2 separate regions of the Danio rerio genome follow, and region 2 is linked to region 1. The links are chromatin contacts, called in public Hi-C maps. All regions are on one chromosome and are shown on one strand. Each heading gives the region's core, a stretch centred on a gene start, on an enhancer-like site or on the middle of the called end of the contact. The rest is flanking DNA. Distances are from core to core; before and after follow the strand shown. Region 1 holds the start of c25h12orf75 (chromosome 25 C12orf75 homolog). Region 2 holds the start of nuak1b (NUAK family, SNF1-like kinase, 1b).

Region 1 (6,585 bases), core at 2,275-4,774:
TATGCTGGATAAGTTGGCGGTTCATTCTGCTGTGGTGACCCCAGATTAATAAAGGGACTAAGACGAAAAGAAAATTAATAAATGTTCAAAGAATGCTATATTTTAAGTTGGCTACAAATTAAGGTTAGAATGATGCGCTAACATTCACTATGACCTTTTAAAAAAAACATCTGTTCACGCTTTTAGAACATACATTTGCTGACTGGGAATCAACCTAAATTTTACGAATGTGCACAGTCGATATTCAAGATTTCTGAGTTTAGATCTGAGAGGACTCTCTAGTAAGGGAAAGCGATTAGTCGATTCTTCTTATTCTGCATATAAATTTGAGGGAAAATATTCTGAGAACATTTTTGCAATGTCTTTATAAACATTCTTATAGCATTAAGATAACTTATTCTGAGATGGACATGTCTGGAATGTCCATAAGATGTTTGTACTGTACTTCTCTTTAGGAGACAACATTCAAATAATCACATATTCCGAGCATCTTTAAGTGTTACTACTTGATGAATGATCTCATAACATCTTGAGAAAATCATCATTTCTGAACGTTGCATTTATAATGAGTGAAAATCTCCTGGCTCAACAGATTCAGGATGTATTTTTGATTTCATGAACGTTTGAAGCACTGAAATATATATATTTTTTATGATGTTGAGAGGAAACATTACAAGAACATTTTCAAAATTCGTACTTGAACATTCGCTTAACATTGATATTACGCATAAGAATTTGTATGAGAGAAAACATTGTAAGAACATTTTCAGAATGTCCTCATTAGCCGCTGTTCTACTTGAACGTCCTCATAAATATTGACAGAATGTTTTTATAAACAGTACGCTCAACATATTTTTATGTTTACTGAATGTTGAATCTAAATCCTCTACATAAAACATATGCTGGATAAGTTGGCAGTTCATTCTGCTGTGGCGACCCCAGATTAAAGGGACTAAGCCGAATAGAAAATAAATTATTGAATGTTCAAAGAATGCTATATTTTAAGTTGGCTACAAAATAAGGTCAGAATGATGCGCTAACATTAACTGTGACCTGTTAAAACAACATGTGTTCACGCTTTTAGAACATATATTTGCTGACTGAGAATCAACCTCAATTTTACAAATGTGCACATTCGATATTCAAGATCTCTGAGTTTAGATCTAGGAGGAATCTCTAGTAAGGGAAAACGATTAGTCGATTCTTCTTATTCTGCATATAAATTTGAGGGAAAATATTCTGAGATCATTTTTGCAATGTCTGTATAAACATTCTTATAGCATTAAGAGAAATTATTCTGAGATCGACATGTCTGGAATGTACATATGATGTTTGTACTTCTCTTTAGGAGACAACATTCAAATAATCACATATTCCGAGCATCTTTTAGTGTTACTACTTGATGAATGATCTCATAACATCTTGAGAAAATCATCATTTCTGAACGTTGCATTTGTAATGAGTGAAAATCTCTTGGCTTAACAGATTCAGGATGTATTTTTGATTTCATGAACGTTTGAAGCACTGAAATATATATATTTTTCATGATGTTGAGAGAAAACATTACAAGAACATTTTCATAATTCGTACTTGAACGTTTGCTTAACATTGAGATTACGCACAAGAATTTGTATGAGAGAAAACATTGTAAGAACATTTTCAGAATGCCCTTATTAGCCGCTGTTCTACTTGAACGTCCTCATAAATATTGACAGAATGTTTTTATAAACAGTACGCTCAACATATTTTATGTTTGCTGAATGTTGAATCTAAATCCTCTACATAAAACATATGCTGGATAAGTTGGCAGTTCATTCTGCTGTGGCGACCCCAGATTAAAGGGACTAAGCCGAATAGAAAATAAATTATTGAATGTTCAAAGAATGCTATATTTTAAGTTGGCTACAAAATAAGGTCAGAATGATGCGCTAACATTAACTGTGACCTGTTAAAACAACATGTGTTCACGCTTTTAGAACATACATTTGCTGACTGAGAATCAACCTCAATTTTACAAATGTGCACAGTCGATATTCAAGATCTCTGAGTTTAGATCTAGGAGGAATCTCTAGTAATGGAAAACGATTAGTCGATTCTTCTTATTCTGCATATAAATTTGAGGGAAAATATTCTGAGATCATTTTTGCAATGTCTGTATAAACATTCTTATAGCATTAAGAGAAATTATTTTGCGATGGACATGTCTGGAATGTACATATGATGTTTGTACTTCTCTTTAGGAGACAACATTCAAATAATCACATTTTCAGAGCATCTTTAATTGTTAATATCAGAATATTCTCAAAACATCTGAGAAAATCATCATTTCTGAACGTTGCACTAGTAACGAGTGAAAATCTCTTGACTCAACTGATTCAGAATGTCTTTTTGATGTTATTTGTAATATATATATATATATATATATATATATATATATATTTTTTTTTTTTTTTTTTTTTTTTTGATGTTAAGAGGAAACATTCCAAGAACATTTTCAAAATTCGTACTTGAACGTTCGTATAATGTTGAGATTACGCTTAAGAACAATTTCAGAATTATTTATAATTCTTAATGTTTATATTGTTCTTACAACATCTAAAAAAATCAGAGAACATCATTCAAAGGAATGCTGTTATGTCATTTTTATATGAGAAAACATTGTGAGAACATTTTTAGAATGTCCTCATTAGCCGCTGTTCTACTTGAACGTCCTCATAAATATTGACAGAATGTTCTAAGTAACAGCACGCTCAACATCTTTTATGTTTGCTGAATGATAACCTTTATAATTATGTTCAAAGAACGCAATATTTTAAGTAGGCTACAAAATAAGGTTATGATGATGCGCTAACATTAACTGTGACCTTTAAAAACACAACAAAACAACATCTGTTCACTCTTTTATTACATACATTTGCTGACTTGGAATTAACCTCAATTTTACAAATGTGTACAGTCGATATTCAAGATCTCTGAGAAGAATATCTATTTAGAGAAAAATGATTAGCCGATTCTTCTCCCGAAAGCGCTCCTGTCAACGCCGAGTCTGAGAGAAACAATTTCCATGCTAAACAGATCTCATTTGATTCGTCTTCATTTTCTCCTGCTCTCTCCTCATTAAGTCTACAAGCGCAGATCTGACCTAAATACGTATCAGACGCGAGGGACGGAATCTCCATGACTGATTTATTAGGCGTCAGATCCTTCACCTCCACATTCCTCCACATCCTTCCTCCTGCTATAATAAACGAGACTTTTTAATAGCCGAAATCGAATGTCTGAAGACAAACCGAGCGCTAAATCTGGTGTCTGACTTCACCCGCGCACTCTTCCATTGATAAAGAGCGGCGCGCGTGTCAGTGACTCGTGCACACGCTCCCGCTCACTTACCTCCGGCTGTCGTGCTCGTGGCGGAGGAATTTCCACATCCCATTTTGGCATGAACGCAGTTTTTCGGTGTCTGCTGGAGAGGACGAATGAGGGGAGGACGACTATGATGTGATTCACGAGCTCCCTCTATCATTCTGTAGAGAGAGAGAGAGAGAGAGAGAGAGAGATGCTCGAGCCTCACATGACCGCCGCGCTTTTCCTCCACCCTGACAGGCTGCTGTGGAAACGGGGCGGAGGTGTGATTGGACTTTAGTTTAAGTTCGTGTATAATCAAAATGTACTATGTTTATTTTAGTTGCGCACATTGTCGATCTCTTTGTGAACAATAAACCCGTGCAAGTTAGTCCACTGAAAATAAAAAACTGTTTTTGGTAATCCACAATTAAAGTCAGCATTTGCTTACTCATTTTTATTATTATTATTATTATTATTATTATTATTATTATTATTATTATTATTATTGACTTCAATAACAAACATACAAAATTCAATTTTACACAAAAAACACAATGATAATAACAGATCAGGATAAACAATATAAACTTTAAAAATTAAATAAAAAGAGAAACAAAAGAGAGAAAAGAAAATAAATAAATAAATAAATAAGTTTAAACATATACATACATAACACAAATACAGGAGGACTATGTATCCATGCTATTTCCATAATATTTATCATAAAAAACTAAGAATCTTTTTCTTATTATTAACTAGTCTAAGAGATTTAATTAAAACATCAATTTCTATTAAAAAATGTGAAAAAGAAGGCAAAAAAAAACAAAAAAATTTTTTTTGTTTGTGAATAAAATATTTTCCATACAAAATAAAAAAATGAATAATGTAATTCTCTGATTTATCAGTTTTACCTTTTTAATAACAAATGATATCTTGAAGATGAAAGAGTCTGGAAGAAGCAATGTAGTTACCTATATGGAGATATAAGCTTTTCCAAAAGGTTTTTGTGCTTTCACATTGAAAAAAATATGTGAATCAGCGTTTTGTCTTCACTCTTACAAAATGTGCATGAACTGTCAATCTCCAAATACTTTGCCAAAGTACCATTCACTGGGTATATTTTATGATGAATTTTGAAATTAACCTCTTTTGTTTTATTGGGAATGCAGTACTTATGAGGTAATAGCCAGGCTTTTTCCAGTCTGTTGTGTCAAGGAAGGATGCCCAGTAAAAATTTGCCTTTAGGAACATCATATTTTTTATTTTGAAAAATTTGTCGAATATAATTATTATTAAATTTTTTGTCAAATAGACTAATTCCATTTAATATCAGCTCTGGTTCTTTAATAACATTTTCATTAAACATTAAATGAGGTTTTATAAGTTGAATTAGGCCTAAAGGAATTGCTTTTTGCACAGCATTAAATTCTTTAAAAGGTAATGGAAAATTATTATTAGACATAAATTGTTCATAAGACAAAACTTGCCGGACTTATCAAAAATTGAGAGAATCCCAATTATATTTCTGTTAAACCACGTAGATAGAAAAATAGATTTATTTCTAATTCTAATATCAGAGTTGTTCCGTAAAATGCATTCATGTGGTGAGAAATGGGAATAACACAATTTCCAGGAAAGTAGGACCTGCTGGTGAAATTTTGATAGTGATTTGCTTACTCATTTGGACTGGCAGTTATTCTCTGATGACGTCAGTTTGACGGCGTTTGCAACAATATTCTTAACCACGCCCCTCTTAATATTGTTGTGTGTTGGCACACTTAAAGAGCACTGAAAACATCTCTGAACCTATATATGACTTGATTTTATATTATGGAAGGTAAGATGGAAGAATCAGTTGAAACATAACATGATAATAAAGTTTCAGCTCATTTATAATAGATGAATTACCAACCTACGTCACACATGACGTTACATGGGTTCCCGGTTGCAAAAAGAGATCGCTGGCAATTGTAAACATGTTGTGTTGTGCGGTAGGATGCCAAATTTGAAAAATAGAAAACGTAACATTTACTGTACACCACACTGCTTTTAATGCCAACTGCAGACGTCTTTGGCTGAAAGGGAGCTGAATGAAGTGACTACCTAATTAAAAATGCTGAACTCTGCAGTTCTCATGTTATATCAGGTAAGTTCACGCTATGCTGAGTCATACACATTACCCATTTTTGATTGCAGCAATGGTTTCAGCAAAAACAGTTACATGTGGTTAATTAAACTGCGGAAACTAAATGCTAAGAATGGAATGTTATTAAGGTAAAATTGGTTTTATATTCACAAATTCATTCAGTGACAACTTGTGACACACTCCCTATATTGTTTACCACGGCACTTTGAATATTATTGAAATAACCTGCAAGTGTGACTTGAAAACAACACTAACACTGTTTATTTGACTGTGAACATGTTGTTCTTTGATAGTCATTGGCTGCTAATATGATTTCGTTACTTAGAGGTTGCAAATAATACTTTTATGAAATTATATTAATAAGGAGAAAGTCTGAATGTGCGAATATAAAACCAACTTTACCTTTATGTGTATGTTCACATACCCCGCCGTACAGGTGCAGTTCGCTGTCAGAATGCAGTCGTTTTGTTCGTTGATGATAACCCAGGCCTTGTATAACGTTATCTCCGTCTTTTTTTCCTGTCTTCCACTAGGCAAAACCATGTTTTTTAACACTACATAATTTTGAATCTGGAGACCATGGAATATTATTTCTTGCACATGACCACACAGAATAACATTGTTGGCATCCAAAGACTTGTACGCCTTTAATTTCTCTCTTGTTAAAACACTTGGAGTTTCAATGAGATTGTATATTAGGGGCTGGATGCTTGGTCACTTCGTCTTGTCCAATATCCATTGGGAGGGTGCTATCGCAAATTGTCAGACGAACGCCGCTCACTTTAACAATAATTTTGCCGAATCACTGTGCTTATCACTGGGTGACAAGCTGTTATAATATGCTGAAAGCGTTATGTAAATAATATATATAATATGTAATAAAAATAACTTATTTCTAATACAACAACAAACTCTGTACAGCATCGGATGTCATTCCCTCGCTGTAAATGCTAGCGCTCCCAGTTTTTTCTGCCACCTTGCTGCTCGCGCATCATGAGTGTTTACAAACATGGTAATTCATCTATAGTGACCTGGGATTTGTGATTGGATCAAATCAGTTCATTCTCATGAATCAATGCACAGAAAACACTGAA
Region 2 (6,585 bases), core at 2,291-4,790, 130 kb before region 1:
TATATATAGCAGTTTAGACTTTGATGCATTTTAGACCTGAAACTTTTTCAATTCTGAGTTCATAAGTTGCAAGTAAAAGTTTTTTTGTTACATTTCTGAGTTTATGTATAGCAATTCTGACTTTATTTGTTGCAATTCTGAGTTTATATATAGAAAGTTGGATTTAATAACAATTTTGAGCTTTTTTGTGTGTCTTTTCTCAAAATTGCCACTCTTCTTTGCATGTTATTGGCTTTCTTGCACATGTCTTTCTCTCTGTTGTTTGTGACACAGTAGATTTATATCAATCGCCTTGAATTTTATACATACAAACAAATACTGCTTCAAATCGTGTGGATTCAAATGCTCCGAATGCCTTTGATCCACTGAAACCCATTGCATTTGGCACTGCTGACCTAAATAACAGTGACCTACAAATGCATTTCCACCACAAGAGGGCGGTTTGTCTCCCGTGATACCTGATTCCTGGGTGCATCTGAGGCCAAGTTTCATCTGAGATGCAAATCTTTCAGGAAAACACATGCACGCAGTTATGGTTCGGGTCTGAAGTCCCGCTGCCCGACCGCCTCACCACAACACACGCCGGTCCAGATTCCCAGAGCTCTTCAGATCAAACAAAGACAAACGGCGCAGGCTGGAGTCTGTTTGACTCAAACTTCCCCTGCACCAATCAGTGGCTAAATTACACCGCGCTGGATCCAAACAGAAGCAAACAAAAGAAAAACAGGGCTGATTTGGCTGAGGTGGAATGTGAGGTTTGAGGCATTTCAGACTGGGCTTGAGCTGCAGGTGATGCTGCATTCACAAGAAAAGAAAGAGCTCGGCTTTGTTGTTTCAACATCAACTCGGTCACAGTTTATGGTTTTATTTATGACGGCCATAACTCAGGATACGTGGCCACATTTGGCTCAAGAATAAAGCTGGAGGCATCTGTGAGTTATGAAAGACAATAGAGATTTGAATATCAGATGTTCAAAGGTCTACATGCAAATGATTAGGATTCCATGCTGGACAAATGAGCATATACTGTAGTTTCGATGGAGACTTTGGAGTGGAGTGCACATGCTGTAGACATGATGATCTGAGGAAAACAACATTATATTGTGTATGAAAAAAATTATAGTTAATGATATTAATTTATATATAATTTATAGTTAATGATATTATATTAACATGGGGCAGCAGTGTGTAGCACAATCGCCCCACAGCAACAAGCTTGCTGGTTCGAAACATGGCTGGGTCAGTTGGCTGTTCTGTGTGGAGTTTGCATGCTCTCCCCATGATGGCATTGGTTTCCTCCAGGTGCTCCGGTTTTCCCCACAGTCCAAACCCATGTGCTAAAGGTGAATTGGGTATGCTAAATTGTCTGCAGTGTGTGCAAGAGTGTGTGGGTGTTTCCCAGTGTCGGTTTGCTGCTGGAAGGCCATCTGTTGCGTAAAACATATGCTGGATAAGTTGGTGGTTCCTTCCACTGAGCCTCCTTGTTGCCCTTTATTATCTTTAATGCGACATTCATTCATTTTCTTTTTCGGCTTAGTCCCTTTATTAATCAGGGGTCACCACAGCAGAATGAACTATGCCAACTGACCCAGCCGAGGCTCGAACCAATGACCTTCTTGCTGTGAGGCAACAGGGCTACCCACTGCTAGTAGTCGATGTAGTAGATTAACTTTATTAATAAAAAATAAACAATAATTTAATTAAATAATAATAATGTATGTGTAGTTTTTATGTAGCCAGTAGTGTAGTTTTATTAAGCATATCATTAAGTAATGGAAATGTAGTATTTTAATAAAAAATTGTGTAGTGTATTGAATGATAAATATGTCAATTTTTTATATTTATATAGTTTTTATTTAACTTCTTGCATAATTTTATTTACAAAAAACTAACTGATACATTCCTAATTTAAATTAAGCAATTAACCTGTGCAAAGCTTTTAGTATATAATTATAATTTTTTTTGTCATGGAATTTTTATTCTTGCAAATAGCATTTTACATTTTATAACGATCCACAAAACAATCCCCAAATAAAACAATCAACAACTACAAATGAATAAATAAATAAATAAAATAAACAAAATAATAATAAATAAAATAAAATACAAATACAGAAAAAAAAATTACAATAACAAACCATATACATACATACATATGTACCTTCACTCAATCCACATCTAAGGTTTTTAAGTGATTAAAGAATGCAATAAATTGTTGCCATTTTTCAAAAAAATGTTCTCCCCTACCTCTGATATTGTATTTAATTTTCTCAAGTTTTAAAAAGAAGACCAAATCTTTGAGTCATAATGAAATAGAGGGGGGTTGTGGGGAGGTCCAAGACAAAAGTATTCTGCGCCTAGCGAGAAGAGATGCAAAAGCCACAATGTCAGCTTGTCTCCGGTTTAAAGGTTGACACTGAGAGGGAACACCAAAGATCGCGATTAGTATATAATTATTAAGAATAATTTTTATTAAAGAAAATAATGTCAACGGTAATGTAACGGTTGGGTTTAGGGGTGGGGTTAGGTGCCACGAATCCTTTTTAAAATCGTACAATTTTATACGACTGAACGAATTTGTAAGAATTTGCTACTAAATTGGCAAAATGTAAAATACTTACGTTTTTCTCATGAGATAAGACTGGTAGCTCAATGGTTAGCACTGTCAAAAATAATAATGTAGAGCTACTATCAGATTTGTTTTTATTCCTTTCAATAAAAAGAATATCAAGTGGTTAGCACTGTCACCTCACAGCAAGACGGTCACTGGTTCGAGTCCTGGCTTGGTCAGTTGGCATTTCTGTGTGGAGTTTGCATGTTCTCCCCATGTTGGCGTGGGTTTCCTCCGGGTGCTCCGATTTCCCCCACAAGTCCAAACACATGCACTATTGGTGAATTGAATAAGCTAAATTGGCCATAGTGTATGAGTGTATATGGGTGTTTCCCAGTACTGGGTTATTGCAGCTGGAAGGGCATCCACTGTGTAAAACATATGCTGGATAGGTTGGCGGTTCATTTCACTGTGGCGAAGGAAGATGAATGGATGAATAATTACATGCAAGGCTTTTATATTTAAAAAGTTCAGATGCAAAAACTTCTAGATGCCGTCTGAAATGTTCTCCTAAAATTAGAAATTTTCTCAACCTCCTTTTTTATGTTCAATTATTTCACCCTAAAGGCAATAGAAAGAATGTATGCATCACTATAATTGTTAAATTACTGAGCCAACACATAAGAGTTGGAGAAAAATGCAAATATCAAATGGCTTTAAGAGGTTTTTGCAGCTAAACTCTTTATTTTGTTGCACACTTGGCCATTATATTCTCTGCATAAAGCGTCTGTGGGATTATTCATCTTAAAATGATTATTAATCATTCCATTTTACTTCTTCCAAAAAAAGCAGAACCAGAAAATCAGCAAAAAATCTAAGACAGACACATTTTAGTGAGAGAGAGAGAGAGAGAGAGAGAGAGAGAGAGAGAGAGAGCAGTGACTCCGCCCCCCTCCGTCTTTATTCAGTGTTTCTGAGCCCGAAGGACAGAGAGAGAAAGAATCACAGATCAGGACAGGAGGAGAGAAGAGACGAGACGGGCCGAACACACCGAATCATGGCCACAGCAGACACACAGAGTCCGCAGCACATCCATCCGTCCGATCCCCGCGCACCGAGCCTCACGTCACGGATCACCGGCACCGCAACCGAGCTCACTGACACCACGGCGGATCCGAGGCCAGAATGAGGGTGATTTACGTCCAGAACGCCGGCGTGGTCGCTGCTTTCTCGCCCGAGATTTTCTGCGGTAGATTGAAACAAAGGAATAACGGAGAAATCATGACCGAACGCGCCACGGGAAAGAGAACACGTCATAACGGAGTAGGATACGTCATAATGGAATAGAACGCGTCATAATAGAATAGCGCACAATAGAATACGTCGTCGTTCTAATTGTGAATGATACATTGTAGCAGTTTATTAAGTGTCACATGGCACGTGTTTAATAGTTTTCTTTTTTAACGATATGCCTTTTAGTCCGTTTATATCCCCGTTTCATAATTAGACCGCGGGATTATTATTATTTCGTTTCTCTTGTAGATATAGCCGGCTATAGGTAGGATAGATAGACATCTCATTAAAATATGAGTCAATATTGACAATCATAAATAAGTTAACCTAATTAAACATTTTACATTGTAATTTATTTATTTATTTAATATGCTGATTAGCTATACCGATTAGGTGTTGTATTATCAATATTTCAAAGCATTTAGTGGAGATATTTAAACATAGAGGGCGGGGGGGTTTAAATATCGTCCTCCCGCATGATGGAGACACAGAGGCCAGGTGACCCGTCGGGCCCCTCAGTGGTGCATGTGGCGGAGGCTCCTGGGGGCCCCGGCGAGGTCAAGCGCAGCAACTCTGGTGTGAAGAAACATCATCACAAACACAACCTGAAGCATCGATATGAGCTGCTGGAGACCCTGGGGAGAGGAACTTATGGCAAAGTCAGGAAGGCCATTGAACGCCATTCTGGAAGAGAGGTAAGAACTTCAAGCATCTGCTAAATCATTTGAATGTAATGGTTATACATCTCTACTGTTATCAAAAAGGTTATTGGTTCAATTCCTGCAAGATGCTTCACCTTGTGGGGTTTAGCATGGTACGGTGATGGTATCAAATTCTAAAGCCATGCATTCCTTTGAGATACATCATTGTTGTTGAAAGGTTGTAGGTTTAATCCCTTACCCTGATACTTGGCCTCTAGTTTTGGTTTTATATATACATGTATACAATTGGCGTTGAAAAGGGTGTAGGATCAATCCCTGGGATATTCTTGACCTGTAGTACTTTGGTTTTTCCATGGTGATGTCATGATTCCTTGATATGTTCCAGTGGTTTCAACTTTCAAATAATTTGGGAAACGAATGTGCAGCTAACATACACTTGGTCCGGCAGTAGTTTGTCGTTTAGGGTGTCAGCTCGGCTATAATAATCCGTTGTTGTGTTTGGCTCACTTCGGTTTGTCTCATGGGAATTCCACCCCACGCGTGTGCACCGCACGCGTTCAGTTGTGCAAGAACAGATGTTTTAAATCTCATGTCAAGTTGCTCTAATGGCCCCCCAATGAAACGCATCACGCTTCAACCAATTGCCCTTTTTCTGTAGCATTTGGGTTCAAAGGTCACCGCTGACCGCTCGCCATAAATAATAATGTGCGAGAGCCATTTGTGGTAAAGTCCTTGAGTTCTGACCCTCGGGTCGCTAATGAACTCTGACCTAGATTGCAAGTTCTTTTGTGGCCATTTAGGTCAGACTGGGCTTTAGTGCTCGTTGATTCATTAATCAAACGTCCCTGATTCATTCGCCACGGCACGCGGCTTTGGTTGCTGTTTAACACTGTCCTCTAAACGACAGCTCAGTCACAGCACGACTTGGGAGCAGCTGCTAAGAGCAATGATCTTTGCTTTATGCTAAAGTTCACCCAAAAGGGAAAATTCCAACACATTTACACAACCTCATTTAAAAAAAAATATGCTGGGATTATCTTTGAAACAGTTTTTCATTCATAAATTGTTGGTAAATTTCACAAATCATTACTTAAATGCATTGCAAATGTAAATGTAATTGATTTTATTGTATGATTTATTCTTCTTTTAGGGGAAAAAGGGTATTTTTGGTCCAAACTTTTTGGTCCATTCGGTGAATACATTTATTCATTTGCCAGATGCTTCTCCACAAAGTGACTTGCTTCGTTTTCAAGTTGCACATTTGTTTAGTGGGAATCAAACCCAGAACTTTGGTGTGCCATGCGCGACTGTTTAATCTAAAAGAAGAAATCCAGTAGTAAGTCCAGCTTTGGTATTCAGAATATCTTGTGGTCAACACAAACCATGTAATTATGGCTGGTTTAGAGTACATACAATTAGCATCCTTTTGATTTGAGGGAGCGTTTCCATGACAACTAGGGCTGAACATTATATCGTTTGAGCATTGATATTGAAATTTACGTATATAAAGTAGTCACATCGCAGGATTAGATTATTTATTAAATACTAAAAAGATATTATTTTATAATATTGTATAAAATGATTTATACATCTCGCCTCAGAGCAAGAAGATCGCTGGTTCTAGCCTCAGCTGGGTCAGTTGGCATTTCTGTGTGGAGTTTGCATGTTCTCCCCACTCTGGGTGCTCCGGTTTTCCCCACAGTCCAAAGACATGTGGTATAGGTGATTTGGGTAAGCTAAATTGTCCGAAGTGTATGTGTGAATGAGAATGTAAGGGTGTTTCCCAGAGATGGGTTGCAGCCGGAAGGGCATCCGCTGTGTACAACATATGCTAGATAAGTTGGCGGTTCATTCCGCTGTGGCGACCACAGATAAATAAAGGGACTAAACTAAAATAAAAATGAATGAGTGAATGATTTGTGTAATGATGACCATGTTTTTTACGTTGGCTTTTTACATTGTTGTATTTGGATGATCCCAAGACTCAACAGAAAAACTGCCCTGTCATATGATTGTAATTTATAATATATTTTGTAGACGCACTTCATAAAAAAAAAAGACTTGATCATTCCAGTAGAT

Evidence for each region. A called contact is a pair of places that touch in the nucleus more often than the background predicts.
Region 2: a contact with region 1 is called in a Hi-C map of an unstated tissue, with 2.6 times the contacts expected there. The contact joins the promoter of nuak1b here to the promoter of c25h12orf75 in region 1. A contact is called at or near these places in 1 of 18 Hi-C or Micro-C datasets (an unstated tissue) and 1 of 4 datasets of contacts at active chromatin or transcription factors (embryo).

What each region holds. Positions count from the first base shown.
Region 1 is chr25:6,436,134-6,442,718 of GRCz12tu, reverse strand. It overlaps c25h12orf75 (chromosome 25 C12orf75 homolog), which reads right to left and starts at 3,524. Exons shown (of 5, transcript NM_001302783.1): 1 at 3,391-3,524. The coding sequence starts at 3,433.
Region 2 is chr25:6,570,547-6,577,131 of GRCz12tu, reverse strand. nuak1b (NUAK family, SNF1-like kinase, 1b) reads left to right here and starts at 3,540. Exons shown (of 7, transcript XM_684898.7): 1 at 3,540-4,539. The coding sequence starts at 4,321.